Linked DNA regions of Pan troglodytes: region 2 is linked to region 1. Evidence: chromatin contacts called from public HiChIP or PLAC-seq data. All regions are on one chromosome and are shown on one strand. The core of a region is the stretch at or near the end of the contact, and the rest is flanking DNA. Distances in the headings are between cores, read along the strand shown. Region 1 holds the start of LOC129135719. Region 2 holds the start of CHD7 (chromodomain helicase DNA binding protein 7).

Evidence for each region. HiChIP or PLAC-seq counts read pairs in DNA pulled down with a chosen protein or histone mark.
Region 2: a contact with region 1 is called in an H3K4me3 HiChIP or PLAC-seq map of stem cell-derived excitatory neurons, with 7 times the contacts expected there. The contact joins the promoter of CHD7 here to the promoter of LOC129135719 in region 1. A contact is called at or near these places in 1 of 7 Hi-C or Micro-C datasets (stem cell-derived neural progenitor cells) and 1 of 1 datasets of contacts at active chromatin or transcription factors (stem cell-derived excitatory neurons).

Annotation. Positions count from the first base shown.
Region 1 is chr7:68,998,366-69,004,213 of NHGRI_mPanTro3-v2.0_pri, forward strand. LOC129135719 reads right to left here and starts at 2,368. Exons shown (of 2, transcript XM_054656760.2): 1 at 2,031-2,368; 2 at 1-1,945. The coding sequence starts at 2,179. The coding sequence ends at 1,522. The region is part of intron 2 of LOC134810876 (a long non-coding RNA gene); the gene reads right to left.
Region 2 is chr7:69,259,834-69,265,681 of NHGRI_mPanTro3-v2.0_pri, forward strand. CHD7 (chromodomain helicase DNA binding protein 7) reads left to right here and starts at 3,185. Exons shown (of 39, transcript XM_063817130.1): 1 at 3,185-3,538.

The DNA of each region.
Region 1 (5,848 bases), core at 1,118-3,617:
ATAAACATTCTGAGGTACTGGGGTTAGGACTTCAACATGTGAATTTGGGGTGGGGACCCAATTTCACCCAAAACAGAGACTGAGACAGAGGGGAAGACAGAACCCATACACATGTGTCTTCAATTCTAGGCATGAATATTCCCTGGAAGCTCATTGTTTGTGGAACACTATTTCTAGCTTCCGATGCCACCTGTCTCCTCCAAATCAGCCTCCCTGAGAACTAATTCAACAAAGGGTCCATCCTAGCAAAGTTTTCAGAACCTTCTCTTGCATCTCCATAAACTCCTTCTTGAAGTCCACTGTACATCCCTTGACATCCCCACCCAGCTGACCCTGCGCCACCATCTTCTAGGGAACTTCCAGTATCCAGGAATACAAGATTCTTGTGCTTAATATGTTGGCACCATTGCTGCATTCAACGCTCAACCAATATGGCTAAGCAACTTGGAAATAATCCATCCTCTTAATAGCTGATATAATTTTTGTACTTTATTTACTACAAACATTGAATTTTTCCTTCAGGCCTCATAGAGAACAGCACTGACAACTTCCAGAAACATATTTGAAATGCCTGACATAGTGTACACAGCTGATGAGAAATGTTCCGAGTGTGCTGTGACAAAAACGAGGAAAAGTCGACAGGAAATCACTAATCCAAAATGAAAGCTCTCCAAAGCTCCCTGCCACACATCCCGCTTCTGATTGAGGGACCCGTGGTCTGCACACCTGCGTGGGCCACTAATCCCCCAAGGGACCGCAGGCCTCTGTCTCCATGTCAGTTACACAGGAGTCAAAAATAGACTGTTCTCTACTCCCCAAACTATGTAAGGAGGGAAAAATGAGATGGAACTGTAAGAAAAACTTGGGTAAAAGTCAAAATAGTTTAAATAAATTTAATTTTAATTCCTCACTGTCGAAACCGACTTAAATACATTGAATTTGTTATTTTTATTCTGGCATTGTTTACCAGGTTATAAAGATGAGATGGCTCCCACAGTCAAATGTCTGTCTTCAACTCCATGAAAAGATTTAGAGCTGCGATTTCATTGCCCTTATCCGATCCTTACCGAATTTCCGTGGCTCTGGACTTCCTCCTACACGACAGAAGATAACCGGGCCACTGAAGAGAAACTCATTTTACTTGTGGGCCGCGTGTAGTAAAATCTGTGACCACCAGGGGGCAGCACAGACCTGGTGCTGCTGTAGACCTGGTCGCTGGGTGTTCGCGGCGGGATTTCTCCAGCCACAGGGTCCTCCCTTCCCCCCTGGAAAACCTCTCTGCGCTGCAGGAATCTGAAAGTGCTCAGGGGCTGCGGGCTCTGGCTCTGGTCTGCTGATGGCAGACCCTTGCCCTGAGGATGCCCTCCTCCTGCCCAGTGCTGGGCAAGGGACTCCGCCCTGGGAGCTGAGTCAAAGCCGGACTGGGCTGCCTTTGGTGCTCAGGGTGGTCCCTGAACACGGGCCTGGGGACAGAGACCAGACCCAGGATTCACAGGCCACGCAAGGCATCTGAACCTGAACTCACAGTCTCCAGGCCCGGGGATCTTTCTGAAGACTCGGGGCAGGAACCAGGCAGCCCAGGGCAGGGGCATCAAAGCCCCTGGTCAGGAGGGAAGAGGAAGCCCATCGGCCTTGGGAAGATTCTAAAAGCAAACCAGGCTCCATATTGACCTTCTGCTGCACTCGCAGAGCGTTTTCTCCTTCTAATTCACTGTTAGCGCGTAAACCTGGACCAGCACCGCACACCACAGACGAACGAAGGCACTGCAACACGCCAGCGACCCAAGCAGAAAGCGCTGAGGGAAGGGGCAGCCCCGCAGGGTGGTCTCCCTGGCTCCCTGTCTGTTGTGAAACACACGCAGCTCCCCGACAGCAGGCAACGCTCGTGGTAAACACAAAACCCCAGCCGGGAACCAAGACACCATCAGAACCAGGCGACAAGATCCTGTCACAAGGAAAACAGAAGCTCAGCCTGGGTTGCGTTGGTGGGGTGTTGGGGCTGATGCTTCCACAGCCCTCTCTTAACTTACCTGGTAACTGGCCCAACTCGTCCTGTCACCCAAAACGGGGTAGATAGGGATCCAAGGAAGCATGGCAGGGACAGCCGCGGGGTGACAGGGCTGAGGTGGCTCTGCACCCAGCTCCCCCTGCAGTTCCCACACACGGGCTTCCCATTCATCCCGGTGATTGATGCTCCTGGAAGCGCCTGGAAACTCTGCCTGTGAGCTAATTATTATGGGGAATGACCTGCGTCCTGGTCAGGAGTGAGTAGGGAGATCATTAGGTGAGAGCTGGCTATTCACAAGAGGGCAGCCTTTGATGCGAGCCGAGCAGAAAGTTTGGCCGAAACTCAACACCTCTTAGAAGTACAGATTAGTGGAGAGGAAGAAAGGAGAACGCATTGTGGAAGTTTTCAAGAAGGAGACAAAGATGCCTGTGTTTTGTATAGCTCAGCTGCCTCAGGAAAATGTCCATTTGTTTTCTTTACACTCCTTTTACATTTTAAGTGGAATCTAGTGAATGTGTCTTTTCAGCGTTCCCAATTTCACCATTTTCACTACACCTCGTGTTGCCATTTTAATGAAGCATCATTTTTCCAGAGGGTGTGGGAACAAAACCTATTTAATGACCTCTCTGAGCAAACACTGAGTTCTTCAAATATTTCCCTGAATTAAAATCCCCACCTCACAATTCACTTCCTTTTTTAAATGTCAGTTTGCCAACTGCTGCAAACCAATAAACAGGGCTTTCCTTTACCCGCAAGCCAGAGGGCTCCTGTGGAGCCTTATGGCCCGGGGGTGCCTGAGAAACCCCTGCTCTCCGTGTCTGGCTGCTGCCCTCGGAGAGCTCAGTGGAGGCAGCAATCCCCCTGGAAGCACAACATGTGCCTTGCATCTCTGCAGCACACGTGTTTAGGGGACTCAGCCAAAACCTGGGAGGACCTGGGAGATTCTCTGGTCCAGCCCCTCACTCTACAGACAGGGAAACTGAGGCCAGCAAGGAGAGGCATGCACCAGCCACACAGGGCATCGCCGGTAGAACAGGAAGGCCATAAAGAATAAGCAGGGTTGGGGCCGGGTGCGGTGGCTCACACCTGTAATCCCAGTACTTTGGGAGGCTGAGATGGGCGGATCATGAGGTCAGGAGATCAAGATCATCCTGGCTAACACGGTGAAACCCCGTCTCTACTAAAAATACAAAAAAAATTAGCCGGGCACGGTGGCGGGTGCCTGTAATCCCTACTCGGGAGGCTGAGGCAGGAGAATGGCATGAACCCGGGAGGTGGAGCTTGCAGTGAGCCGAGATCACGCCACTGCACTCCAGCCTGGGTGACAGAGCAAGACTCTGTGTCAAAAAAAAAAGAATAAGCAGGGTTGGCCCCATGTGGCCTCAGCATCACTTAGGGCAGTTGTGCAAAATGCATATTATACCCTTCCCAAATCTACCGAATTGGAGCTTCTGGAGTGGGAACTGGGAATGTCCGTTTCAACTACATTCCACATAGTGATAAACATTAACTTTTGGGAAGAACTACTAGTAGTAGAAAGAATAGGTTTGGGCCAGGCGCGGTGCCTCATGCCTGTAATCCCAGCACCGTATAGGCGGAGGCCCAAGCAGGCAGGTCAACAGAGGCCAGGCATTGGAGACCAGCCTGGCCAACATGTGAAACTCCGTCTCTACTAAAAATACAATCATTAGCCGGGCATGGTGGCGCGTGCCTGTAATCCCAGCTACTCAGGAGGCTGAGGCACGAGAATCTCTAGAACCTGGGAGGCAGAGCTTGCAGTGAACCTAGATTGAGCCACTGCACTCCAGCCTGGGCAACACAGTAAGACTCCATCTGAAAAAAAAAATAGGTTTGAATCCCACCTCTGCTGCCTACCAACTCATTTACTTTGGCAAGGTAATGTCTCTGAGCTCCAGTTCCTCATCGGTCACTGGGGAGATTGCTGTGGAGACATCGTGAGATGGTGCATGTAGGCACACTCAGGTCCTGGGGCCTGGCACAAGGAAGCACTCTCTCAGTGTCACCTGTCCTCTAGAGGCAAGCACAACACACAATTTCTGGAGTCCCAGAGCCCCCACTTATAGACTGTATGAGCTTGGGCACATTATTTGTCTCTTTCAAGCCTCAGCTTCCTTATCCGTAAATGGAGATAATAATATTACCTCCTCCCAGGAATGCTGTGAAGGTAAAGAGTAATATCAAGTTGTAGCGGCACAGTCTAGTCATGAAACAAAACCACTGTAGGTCTTTCAACAGACAGATTTCAAGGCAGGGATTTAGTTCCACAGGGGATAGAAGAGCTTTGCCAAACAGAACAGAGGCCATCTAGAGATAGGCTGCTGGAAGGACAAAGGAAGATGGCTCTTTTTTAGAGGCAGGGAGTCAAGCCAGGCACCCCAGTAGGTGCTGGAGCATGGTGGGGCAGGGGAGCTAATGCCACGGAGAATTAACTGCTGCTGGATGTGGAGATACCACACAAGGAAGATGGGAAGGAGAGAAAGGCCCAGGCTTCTCTTTTCCCCCAACCCTGTAGTCTCCTACCAGTGCCTCTCCTTGCCCAGAGGAGGTAGAAGTCAGAAGATACAGGAGCCTGGGCAGTGTATCCAGAGACACAGAGCAGAGAGAAAGGGCAGACATTGGGCCTGAGAGCAAACAAGCAAATGCCTAGCACACACACAGAAAAGCACTTACACATTCTCAATCACAGTGGGAGCATCCTGTTAGTGCTTGTCATTGTCACTGTTAACAAAATACAACAGCCTGAAGGAATAGGCTCTTAGCAAGAAAAGTGTGTCTGTGGGAAGCCTGCCTTTTATTAGTCACGCACAAGCATCATTTCTCCAGGAGTGGCCACCACATGGAGGGAAAGTCCTGAAATTAGAGTCCCAGATGTGCTTCTTATAAAGGGAACCTCTTTGTCTACGAAAACATGAGTTTCACATGCATCCTAAGGCTGTAATAAGATCAGAGACATGAAAGTGTTTAAAAGTGCTATGCCGATACAGGGCATGCTTGTATTCTCCAAAGGGGGCATTTTCAAAAAAACAGTTGTTTCGTAAGTTCTTGATTACTTAACAGAGTTCTGATAACAAAAGTGTTATTGTTTGGGGATTATATTTGTTCACAGTAACTGCATTTTATATGTTTACAATGAAAATCATTTCACTTTTGCAATACTGGTTTCTTGTTTGCTAGCTCCCTGGTCTACTAGTTCATTGCACTAGGCAATGTGAAATATTCTGAAATTTTCTGAAATTTTATTTACTATTTTTAATATACTACTAAAATGTTTAATTTTCCCCCCAGAGTACTACATTATATGTTCAGGAATATTTTACTTTGTCGGTTTCAGCAAAGAGTGTTCCGGGATGTGGTCAAACAGCCAGCGCACCCCGAGTGTCAACAATCATGCAGCAGCTGGCAGAGCTTGTTCGGCATTGATGAGCCAGGTGTGCAGCCTGGAGCCAGGCCCACATGACAGGAGCAACCAGGGTGGTCCAAGAGGGAGACCAGGACAGACCAGGGATACAGTTGGGATGCAGCATTTGGGGGCTCAAGTAGCTCCACAGACAGGTCTGGGCCCTTTGCTTCAGCTCAGGAGGGTTCATGTGGGACTTTTGCAGGGGAAGAAGCAAGCCCCAAATTGGTGTGGTTTGACATTTGCCAAAAAAGAGAGGTGTAGTCCAAGCATCTTAAGATATTTATCTTAAGGAACATTCCCAAGAAGGGGCAAACAGGAGATGCCAGGAATTAAGGGTATTTGGACTTGGACACAGGGATGGAAACCCCTCGTTTTCCCTGCACCATATGCAGAGAGCCAAAAGCGGTAGCATGGAGGGA
Region 2 (5,848 bases), core at 1,935-4,434, 260 kb after region 1:
TTGTTTGGAGCTAGCCAAAGTCATTTGGATGTAAATTTGGTGAATGAAGAAAAATAACAGTTTTTAGTGGGGGAAAAAATATGTGGTGCTAAAGAGAGTTATTTTCCAGTACTTGCAAATTGGTTCTGAACACAATTTCAAAAGATGAGTTCCAAAAATATACTGAAGGATGCCCTCAACACTGGAATTAGTGTAATTCACATAATATTTTAAAGTTGGAAACATTTAATACAGATAGGACTTGATTTTTAAGTGTTTGAGAGTTAGAGTGTTTTTTCAGTTATTTTAGATGTGCACATTATCTCCCTCACCACAGGTATTATAGGTTGATACATTCTGGGCTATTTTTCCAGAGATATTTATTTGTCTGTGGAATTCAGCATTAAGTCTGAGCTCTTCAAATAGACTGTATCTATTCATGACCTAGGGCCTAGACAACCTTTTTGTAGTGGGTCATATTTTCTTTGGTGTTTTTCTCAACTGCTTTCTGCTTGGCCCCCTCCATTCTTCAATGCCCTCCTTCCCAGGTCCTTAGTACCTTTCCACTGTCCTCTGGCTACACGGAACTCAGGTCTGTCCTATTCCTCCAGGGCTCAGACTCCAAAATTAACATTCTCTCTTATCACCAGATCAAAACTACCAATCCACTAGATTGTAAACTCCATGAGGGCAGGACGTTTTGTCTGTTTTGTTCACTACTATATCTCCAGTACCTAGAACCAATCCTGGAAACTCTTAGGCACTCGAAGTTGAATGAATGGCTAAGTCTCTAAATTTGTTAGTCTGGCTAGCTGTTGGGAGGAAAGCAACCCATTGAACCAATTTACACTCATCTGTGAAAGACCAGTAGCCCCTTATCTCACCCTAAGGTATTTGCATACTTAAAGAGAAAGCTTGTGAATTCAAATTACTCTCATTGGGAAAACTTCAATAGTGAAGCAAATGGAGAAAAAACATTTCAGGCTAAAGGGGAGTGTGGGGGGATGGTGGTGGTGTGGTGAGAGCTATGACTCAGGTAGGCCAGATCTGCCTAGGAGTTTGTCCCTGAGGGCCTCTACTTTTTAAGGCCCCTTACGTTCCATACCACCACAACATCTAAAAGCTTAGAGACTTCTTCATGATGGCTCAGGGCAGTGATCAGGATAAGGAGACTATAAGTCAGAGGACTTATATTCTGTAGGACTGTTTTTACATTGGGTACTGGTATATATCAAAAGGAAGTTTCCTAGCTTTCGAGTTAAATGTACAAGAGCACAGGGAATCTCCTCATAGTCATATTTGTTGATAACAAGTTAATTGCAATATTGTAATTTCACTATATGTAGATGTCATTTTGTTTCTCCTGTGAATTGCCTTGAAATAGATGCACATCTGATATCGAGCTGTGGCACACTGTAAAAGATAAGACATAATTTTTTATGGCACATTATTTTAAAAATGTATTCTAATATAGTCAGGTACTAGCGATTTTTTTCTAGACATTGTGTCCTGTTTTTGACCCCCCCCCCGCCCCACACACCCCTAAAGCACCTTTCATATACTTTCATTGGGAAATATAAACTTAATGGAAACAGTAGCCTAACCTCAGAGTTGTGATTCTTGGTTTGTGATACCGGGTTTAAAACAGATGGAAGTTGATTTTAGTGGTTTCAACTTTTTAAATGCCAGAATTCTTTCTGTACTGTCTTCTATGTTCTTTTTGATAATCTGTAAGCTCCTTAAACATTAAAACATTTATTTCTTTTAGAACAAAACTCAAATACATGATGAAAGCAAGCTAAAAGCAGTGCATTTAACAAACCACAATATAATGTGATATATTTATAGAATTATTACTAAAATCAGAAAATCAATGTCTTAGTGATTAAGTCTAGGATAATCAAACTTATTGAATAGTTGCAGTAGTTACTTAATGAGATAGTTTTGATTAATCTTTTGTCCAAATAACAATATTGTGATTACAGGCTTAGCACTACAGGTAGTGTAACCATCAGTGAGTGAGATTAGTACATTTTACATAGTTTTGCTATTTTCTCAGTTTATTTTGGAGTCCAGTAATAACCAGTCAGTCTGTACCTGCCATAGGGCAATCTTTGGTTGATATGAGTTCCTTTCCTGATTTTAAAATAAGTGCAATCTTTAACCTAATAAAATTATCTTAAAGTTTACAATTGATGGTTTAAACACATTATAATTGCTCCGTATTTTGCAGATAGAAGAGGCTTAATCCATGTTTGTAGATCTATTTCCTAAAATAAAAATTAGTAAAAAAAAGTTTTTTTTCTTCAGGTTTAACATTCATTTTGTACCGGGAAGAGAAATGGAATAAGAGGCTCGGATTTTTAAGACTATGCAATCAGATACAAGTGCCATTTTGGCCAAAGAATGAGTAAAACATTCTAGTACCGACACGTTTAATAATGGGCATACATCCTATTTCTTTGTTTCATAATCATTGAGCTCTCTGCCTTCTCTCTCTTTTTTGGTATGGTAACAAATTCGACAAAATCAATGCCATCTAGTTAAACTTTTTGATTAAGTAGTGGATCCGGTGTCCTATCCACGAAGAGGTGGGAAAAGCGATGTGGAGAAGCAGGCACGAACCCATCTGGAATGGAACATGTCCCTTCCGAATAATTTCATGCGGGAAAATAATTTCAAGTTGAAGGATAATTACTGCAGAGACTGCCAGTCACCCCCGGCCGCCGCCGGCCGCGCAGCGTCGGAAACCCTTCGCGGCGGCCAGGAGGGTCGCAGACCTCGCGGAGCCCCGCTTCCTGCCCCGGGGCGGCGCACCCGGCTCCGGGAAGGTGCCGCGCGGGAGACGTGGCAGCAGCCCCTCCAGTCCGCGCCCGGGCGCCGCGGCCGAGCGCTCCGTGCAGCCGGGCAAGGAAGACTCCGCGGCAGCAGCGCACCGGCCGGCGGGGAGACCCGCCTGAAGCGCCGGCGCCCGCCAGGGGACGGGAAGTGGCGCCCGGCCCGCCCTTGCGGCCCGCGGCCCAGCAGCTCCGCGCCGCCCCTTTTCTCTCGGCCTCTCCCTCGGCCTCCGCCACCCCGGCCGAATTCTTGCATAAATTATGCCAGGCGCGCCTGACGTCAGGTGGCGGCGCGCGGGCGCGAGCGCGGGCGCGGCGCGGCCCGGAGGGAGCCGGCGGCGGGCGCGCGCGGCCCCGCGGCTTCGGGTGCGCGCGGCGTGCCGGACGCGCGCAGGCGCTGGCGTGTTGGGGCCGCGGCGGCGGCGGCGGCGGCGGCGGCGGCAGCGGCGGCGCGGGGGTTGAGTCGTGGTGGTGCGGACGCGCTCGTGCTCGGGAACTATCGGATTAAACTTGAATCGAGTGAAATTACACAAAGGAGCGCCGCGTAGGAGGCGGCCCGGGGACCCGGAGACCCTGAAACTCACCAGAGACCCGTTCGCCCCCGGCCAACTCCGTGCCCGTGGATTCAGCCCCCTGGCCGCAGCTGCCGAGCCAACTCCGGAGCCCGCTCTGCGTTTTGTTTTCCCCTCGGCACTAGGCAGCGGAGGAGCCCGACCGACCCGGTGAGCGCGAGAGTTCGCCCGGCGCCCCCGGGAGGGGCGGCGGCGGCGGCGGTGGCAGGAAATCGCTCCGGGCCGGGGCCGGGGCCGCGCTAGGAGTTGGGAGCGAGGAGTTGGGCGTGTGCGGGGCGAGGGGCGAGGGGCGAGGGCGGGAGGGGGCCGGGGCCAGCGCAGGAGCGCAGCGCCGCCCGCGCAGTGTCGCCGGCGTCGCCGCCCGCGGGGCCCGAACCCGCGCCCCGAGCGCCGCCCGGCGCCCCAACTTTTGCCTGCGTCCGCGGGGCCGGCGGCGGCGGGGGCGCGCGGTGCGGCCGAGGGTCACTTCCTCGCATGTAAATGGCTTTTTGTTGTGCTGCCGGCGTGGGGGGGGGGTACGGGGGACAGGAGGGAGCGTGTCTGCGCGCGGGGGAGCGCGAGCGCGTTTCCTCCCGCCGGCGCCGAGCACGAGTTGCCGGCTCTATTCGAGAGAAAAAGGAAGGAGGAAAAGTTGGGCTCCAACTCAAGTGCGAGCGGGCGATGGGCGCGCGGGCGCGGGGCGGCTGAGCAGCGGCGGCGGCGGCTCGGGGACGGCGGCGACCCCCGCCTCCCGCCCCCGCCCCCCGCTCCGGACCGACCACGCCGCGCTCGCCGGGAGCTGCGGCCGCACCGGCGCGAACAAAGTGCGTTCCTCCCGGCGCGGCGGCGCCAGCCCGCGCGGGGACCGCCACCGAGCGAGGTGGGTCGGCGGCGGGGAAAGTGCGCGGGGCGCCGCGTGGGGCGGGGGCAGCGCGAACACGCGGCGCGGGAGGCGTCCCGAGCTCAGCCAGTGCCGGTCGCGGGCGCGGAGTTGCGAGCCCGGAGTTGGGGGCTCCTGGGGCTCCCCGGCGGCTCCTAAGTGCGCTAGGAGGAGAAGAAAGGGAGCGGGGCCGGGGCGAGCGCCGGGAGGCGCGGCGAGGAGGGGACCCCACCTTGTCGAGCTGGCCGGGCCGCCGGCGGCGGCAGCTGCATAATAGCGACTTTAACCTTCCAACGCAACTCGGCTCCCCCGCCCCCCAACCCGCCGGGGGTCAGCGCCGGTGGGGGGTGGTCACCAGGTGGCCCCCGAGGTGACCCGGGTGCGCTCTGCCCTCGCAGAGAGCCGCGGCTTGGAGCGTGAACGGCCGAGGTGGCTGGAGGCCAAGCGGTCAGCGGGGAGAGGAAAGGAGGGCGGTGGGGGACGCGTTGTTTGTTTGGTTCGCACCGGGGATTGGGCTCGCTGGGGGCGCGGGGCTCGGGCGGGGGCGCGGGCACCGGCTGGGCTGCGGTGCGGGGCGGGCGCGGCGGCGCGGGGCTGTCGAGGTCGCGGGGGGGGGCGGGGGCGGCGGCGGATCCCGGGCGGGGGTGGGGGCGCTGGTCGGGAGGCTCTGGGGAAGGAGCCGCCGGCCCCGAGCAGCCATCATTACCGAGCCGCCTTTCTCCGGATGGCTCTGCCTCGAGGAGCCCGGAGCCGTGGGAGCGCACCCCAAACTCCCGGCCGGCCGCCCGCTTTGTGAGCGCCCCCGTGAAGCGAGCGGCGCGGAGAGTGCTCCTGCTATGGGTCGGACTCTTTTCCTGGAGGTCACTTTTAGAGACTGCTCACGCCTTGGTTTAAACTAGTTTTTTTCCCCCTCTTCTGAACAGACAATGGACAAAAGAAAAGTAGCAACCCACATGGAGAGAGTTTCCTTTTGAATTGCTAGAATTAGATACACTATCCAGCGCTCCACTTGCTAAGTATACTTTTTAGTTTCCCATTGTATATTATCTAGCAATCGATTTAAATAACTTATCTTAAAAAGTGTCCCTTTTGGGGGCTTAATTTCTGGAATACATTACATGTCTTAATTTATTTTTAAAGGATTTTGTGAGGCCCTGATTTTTTATTTTCTAAAAATTTTAATTTAAGCCGTCTTTGCAGTGGGCGATACCTTTCTAAGGGGTTGAGTGTTATTTCACCCCAGTTCTCTCTCGGTAAGGGAGAGAGTACTCAGTATACGTAGTAATCGAAGAGGAAACAAAATACGTGTCTTTATTTCTTCACTGATCTTGTCTGACGATGACAAAAAATATCTTAGTGACTGTGACCTTAGCAGCATGGGTACCTGATTTATCCCAGTTATAATTATATTTAGATTGCAGTAATGTCTAAGTACAAGGTAATTCCTATTTCAGAAATAACTTGAGCAGTGATTTTACGAAGTTGAATCCTTCTCCCAGCCCCCAGAGTACATCTGTCGCGCAGTGTTTTTGTCTTGCTGTTGCACAACAGAAGCCCTCCAGTCTTTACCCTAAAATGGCAGCTTTCATTTGACTGAGGCC